Regions from separate parts of the Mus musculus genome. Here region 2 is linked to region 1. Evidence: chromatin contacts called from public Hi-C data. All regions are on one chromosome and are shown on one strand. The core of a region is the stretch at or near the end of the contact, and the rest is flanking DNA. Distances in the headings are between cores, read along the strand shown.

Region 1 (2,800 bases), core at 119-2,618:
CATGTGCGTGGACATGTACCTGGGTAAGTAAGAACATGCACTGATAATTTCATTGGTGTGTGTGTGTGTTCCTCTGAGTAGGTAGGTAGATGTGCACATGTGTAGAGGACCAGAGCGTAACCTCAGATTAAGGCAAAGTCTACCTCCTTTTCTGAGATAGGCTGGCTGGCTCGGCCATTGAATCCCAAGAGATCTGCTGGAGTTCACCTTTCCACAAGTAGATGCCATCCTGACTGGCTTTTTCTTTTTTTTTTAAACATGCATGTGATACTTAATGTTATCAACTTGACAAGATTAGGATACAAGTCTCTGGGCATACCTGAGGTATTACTTAACCTCTCAGCATGCCTGTGAGGGACTATGTTAATTAGGTTAATAGATGTGCTGAAAGGTCCACACTGTGGTTATAACATGATCAGCTGTCTGAAGCTCTGCTACCCTTCCTCTTGACTTCTCTGCCTTGGACTGTGTCCTTGAACTGTGAGGGAAAACAAACCCTTTCTCCTTTGTGTTGCTTCTGTAAAGGTGTTTTGTGCACAGTCTTTCGTGTGTTCATGTTGATTTCCCTGCATTGGGAAAGGTAACTAAGACAGTGGGTTCTGGGGATTGTGCTCAGCCCCTTGTGTCCCTGTGGCCAGCATCTTACCAGAGGAAGTCTCTCCTCATCTCTCATTGACCTCTTGAACAGACTCCATCCTCTCCTCTTTTAGTGGAGAAAGGAATAGTTCTCTGAGTCCGAGGCTAACGTTATCACCACACCCAGCAGGCTGACCACAGTGGAGGGAGGGGGACTACCCATCCTCTCTGGGAGCTCTCAGAGGTCAATACAAACCTCTTTTGGTCATTGTCCAGATTGAAAAACATTCCTGCTTCCTCCAGATCATTATTAAGAAGTTTCTAGGATCATACACAATCTTCTGCCTCACATACGGACTTAAAGTCCCAGGGAAAAGCTCATCTCCGAGTATTGGGTCATAAATTATATGAGGTACATTTCATTATAAAGTATGATTCTTTCGTCCTTTATGAATGTTCTGCGATTCCCCATGGGGGTTGTAATGTACACTGACATCTTACTTTCTTCCCAGAAACATTCCCCTGTATTGTTTAGTATGTGGGGCCTTACGGGTCAAACAAATCCTCCTTTGGAAGATGAAAACGCTTGGCTGGGGTTTAATGGACATACAATCATACATCTATGCCTGGGCTCCAGGGAACTCACATACCATCTATAGAAAAACCAGGCAAGTAAACATAGATGGGGAAGGAGGCTTTGTAAACAGCACAAACACATAATTGCTAAGGCTTGAAAAAACTTGGAAGGCAAATGATGCTACAGGCAGAGAGAGAATGTGTAGTTTAGAACAAGCGGGCCCTTGTTCTGTCTGATGGTGAATGTCTCATGCTTTCCTGGCTTTGTCCATCACTCCCTGGCACTACCCAAACTTTCCTGTGGTAATTCATTTTCCTTAAAGTGAAGAAGCAGGGGCTGGGGAGATGGCTGAGTAGGCTGTAAAGTGCTTGCTGTGTAAGTATGCACTTCTGAGTTGGTTTTTCAGTACCCAAGGAAACAGCTGGTGCATCACAGCATGCATTGGCAACCCAGTGCTGGAGAGGCAGAGATGTGTAAGATTTGTAAGCCTTGCTGAGTTGACAAACACCCAGATCCCAAGACCCAGTGAGAGACCCTACCTCAAAAAACAAGGCGAAGAGGCAACAGAAAGACACACAGAATTGTAAGGATAGTAATTCTTTAAATAAGGTAGACTGAGAAACGACACTCAACGTTAGCCTGTGGTCTCTGCCTACACACTTGCATAATCATAGGTACATTCAAACACACACGCACATGCACACACACGCACATACGCAGAATGGGGGACAAGAATAGGTAAAAAGTCAAGCAAATCAGAGAGGGCCTTGGGTCCTCTGCCTTTTCTTCCATGAACAAAGCCAGCTGTAGCCTCTGCAGCGGGCCCTTGGAACACTCTGTTTCTCAAGTACTGCAGTTTTACCTTGAGAGATCAGAAGCCCCCGGCTCATCAAATTGAACTCAGCTGAAGAGCGCACCCCATCTTTGGAGTGCTACTAAACAATCTGCCAATTATTTAAATTAAACCCAACCCCAGCCCCTTCCACATCTGCAGGCAAAATGCTTAAATTCCAAGCACAACTTTACTGGCATAAGAAAATAATAAGGGAGTTCCATTTGTGTCAGCATGGCTCAGGAAAATAAGATATCATGTCTTCCTGTCTGCTTGATGTCAGCTTCTCAGATGCAAGCCCTAATGTCTCATCCTAGACTGTCCACACCAGGGCCTGCCAAACCCCGAAGTTCAGCCAAAGTTCACCAGGCTACTACCAAATAGCTTTCCTTTCTCCTTTCTCAGCCATTAGGAACCCTCTGCTTTATATTGTGCACACGTGATGCATTTACCTCTTTAAACAGATATAACTCTATTATCTGCCTCTGTTCTCGGAGAACCCTGTAAAAATCCCTTCCCGAGACTAGCTAGCTGTGCTTTCGGCTCACAGTTACTCTGCTCCTTGACTTCCACTGCAGAGACTGAGTTCTGTCTGGACTTCATGGTCAACACACAAATAAAATCTGCAACCTTTAAGAGAATTTGAATAACAGCAAAAATATAAAAAGCCCCACGTCTAATACCAAATAAAGTGGAGAGGAAATGACACAGACACTGGTCACTTACTCACCAGGATGGTTTCCAAAATGCTTTCTCAAGCCAGATGTGGTGGCACATACCTGTAATGCCAGCACTTGGGAGGCAGAGACAGGCAG
Region 2 (2,800 bases), core at 125-2,624, 290 kb after region 1:
CTTAACAAGTTGTCCTGCAGAGTGAGTGTTTCAGCTCCCTGTGTCTGAAGGAGATTCCTTCCAAAACTGAAGGTTTTATCTACAAGGAAACTGTTACACAACACCCTCGGCTACCGACTCCATCCCTACCAAAGAAATAGTTATCAGCTTCCATGCAGGTGGAGCAAGCCCCACATGGCCCTCACTTGTGGTACAATGCATATGATTAATCACTGCTTCCAGAGACACCTCATCCATCATCACCTCAAAGCACACAGGAGAAAGGGGTCAGGGTCGAGAAGCACTGGGCACCAAGAAGGACCGAGGCTCTAGGTCAGTGATAAGATGTGTTCAGAGAGTGGGGCTGAAGGAGGTGGGAGCTAAAGAGCATTAAGCATTCACCCTGGCCTCTCTGATTGGTAATTAAGTGACTCTTCTTCCTGCGACAGTAGTGCAAGCTCCCTAGGCATCTGTTAGTCCTTCGAAAACCACTACTGACAAAGTGAGCTTTGCCCTTGGTGCACAGATAATGAGACCAAGCTTGACAGGTGTGGCACGATTAGAAAATTTCTCCATGAAGCTCATTCTGGTAGCCATTCCGCAGTAAACAGACTCATTAGAACTTGCGGGTCCCTGGAGGCAAAGCATGTTTGACATTATTAATTGGCTTTTCTGTATAAGGAGTCAAATAGATGAAAAGGTTTATCAAGCTGAAATAATTAATTTTGCCTGAATTCGCTGACAGTTCATTTCTCCTGTAAAAGATCATTTTAAGGTTCCCTCTTCCTTTTTTTTTCTTTCTTTTTTTTTTTTGAATTTCAAAGTTCAAAAGACATAATAGTGGCAAAAGTGAAGCTTTTTAGTAAATTATAATTAAAGGGAATTTAATTAACTTAGACCTGGGGAAGGGGGAAAAAGGAATTGCTATCTGTGTCTATACAGCAGTCTAGATGGTTGAACGGAACATGACTTAATAATGCATTAATTTTAATCTAATCAAAGTATAATAAAAGAGGTAATTATATGTTTAAAAATTACCAGACTCAAATAGTGAGTTAAAAAAAAAAGAAAAGAGAAAGAAAAAACACTTGCTACTTCCTCAGCTTCCAGTTAGCGAAGTTCTAATTGTTGTTCTCAGAGTCTTGCTTATTTAAAGGTGGGAGGGGCCATGGGCAGGAGGTTAATTGAATAAATCATTGTAAGAACTCTTGTTAAAACCAGGATGAACTACAAAGTTTGCATTTCCTGACTGTAAAAGATCCTGCTTCCTTTTTTCTCTCTGTCTTTCTATGTCTCTAAAAATAGCAAATGATTCCCAGTGTTTCTTTCTATGTGTTCCCGAGTGTTCCCACGCCTACTCCTTGACAAAGCCCAATCTGGGTTTGCATGGGACTCTACAGAGTGTTCTCATCTTCTGTCTTCACCATTTCCATCTCCAGCCAGGCTCTTTGAAGTTCCTTGTGAGAGATTCTGGCCAGATATCCTGGGCATCTCTCCTTTGAGACTGGGGGATTGTTCCAAAGAACACCAGAGCCTCATTAAAAGCATTTATGAACAGGGATAGTTCACTGAATAAAGACTGAAGGCTGCAGAGATGGCTTAGTGGGCAAAAGCACTTGCCAAACAAATACGAGGAGCTCAGTTTAAATCTTCAGAACTCCTGTGGCAAGACTGGAGGTGGAGACAGGAAAATCGTTGGAAATTTGCTGGCCAGCTAATGTGAAGTGCAAAGCAGAAAAATACAGAGGCTCTGTCTCAAACGAGGAAGAAGGTGACAGCTGACATCTGAGGCTGTTCTTCAACCACTGCACTCATACCTTGGCATACACATACCCACATTCACATGCTGGAAGGTGTGGGTACACATGCTCACACTGGATCGTGCATGGGGGGACAGAGACAGAGACACATGGAGAGAAAGACAGGGAGAGACAGAAAGACAGAGACAGACAGACACAGAGAAAAATAGAGACAAAGATAGAGAGAGGCAAATTGAGTCTCTTCTGCCTTTTGCATTTTGTAAAGGACACAATATTCTACGACAACGAATAATCTTGTTATATAGATCCATCTATTAGTATTAAAGTTCCAAAAGTTTCCAAGCCTCCCTGTGGTGCTGCTTACTGGCTAATTCCCCATGACTTGCTCAGGCTGCTTTCTCCTAGAATCAAGGACCGCCTGCCCAGGGATGGCACTGTCCATGGTAGGCTAGACCTTCACCTGTCAATCATTAATCAAGGAAGTGCCATCAGACTTGCTGTCAGAGGGGCTTTCTCAAATGGGCTTCCTCTTCCCAGATGACTCTAGCTTGGGTCAAGTTAACAATGAAACAAAACAAAACAAAAACAAAAAACAATCAAGACCTAAGGTCTGGTTAGGGGAGCTGTGCAGAGTAGTGCTACAGTACTTGGTACTAAGTCCTGGTCCTGTTCTTTAGGGTAATCAGGTCCTTTATACACAGGATCAGATTAAGCATCCTTGAAGACCTCCTTGGTTGAAATGGGTCTCCTCACTCAAGTCCTAATGGCAATAAGTTCTTTCAGCTTCTGACAGACAGAAGGACGGACAGATAGATATATGTAGATAGATAGATGTGCATAGATAGGAATAGATAGATAGATAGATAGATAGATAGATAGATAGATAGATAGATAGATATAATTGATATATAGATATATCCATGTATGCGAGAGCAGTGCACAGATGTGCATAATCTCTATTCCAAAAATGCCCTGTGGCTATTGTTTTTCCCAATAAATTATATTTATCTGGGTCTCATATAGTCCAGGCTATGTAATTGTGGGTAACTTTGAATTTCTGA

The links. Hi-C and Micro-C count contacts between places; a contact is called where the count stands out from the background.
Region 2: a contact with region 1 is called in a Hi-C map of neural progenitor cells, with 2.0 times the contacts expected there. The contact joins two enhancer-like sites. A contact is called at or near these places in 3 of 484 Hi-C or Micro-C datasets (the HL-1 cell line, myocytes and neural progenitor cells), 5 of 115 datasets of contacts at active chromatin or transcription factors (astrocytes, embryonic stem cells, pancreatic cancer cells and 1 more) and 1 of 9 other capture datasets (embryonic stem cells).

The regions. Positions count from the first base shown.
Region 1 is chr1:120,752,208-120,755,007 of GRCm38.p6, forward strand. The region is part of intron 2 of 2610027F03Rik (a long non-coding RNA gene); the gene reads left to right. Among named protein-coding and RNA genes, the nearest start is that of Gm29345, 52 kb to the right of the region's middle. Within about 2 kb of position 1,369, at least 8 of the 459 cell types and tissues checked have an H3K27ac peak or open chromatin away from gene starts, as enhancers often do. A contact at or near this core is called in neural progenitor cells, where this site is marked.
Region 2 is chr1:121,046,252-121,049,051 of GRCm38.p6, forward strand. No RefSeq gene overlaps it. Among named protein-coding and RNA genes, the nearest start is that of Celrr, 40 kb to the right of the region's middle. Within about 2 kb of position 1,375, at least 9 of the 459 cell types and tissues checked have an H3K27ac peak or open chromatin away from gene starts, as enhancers often do. A contact at or near this core is called in neural progenitor cells, where this site is marked.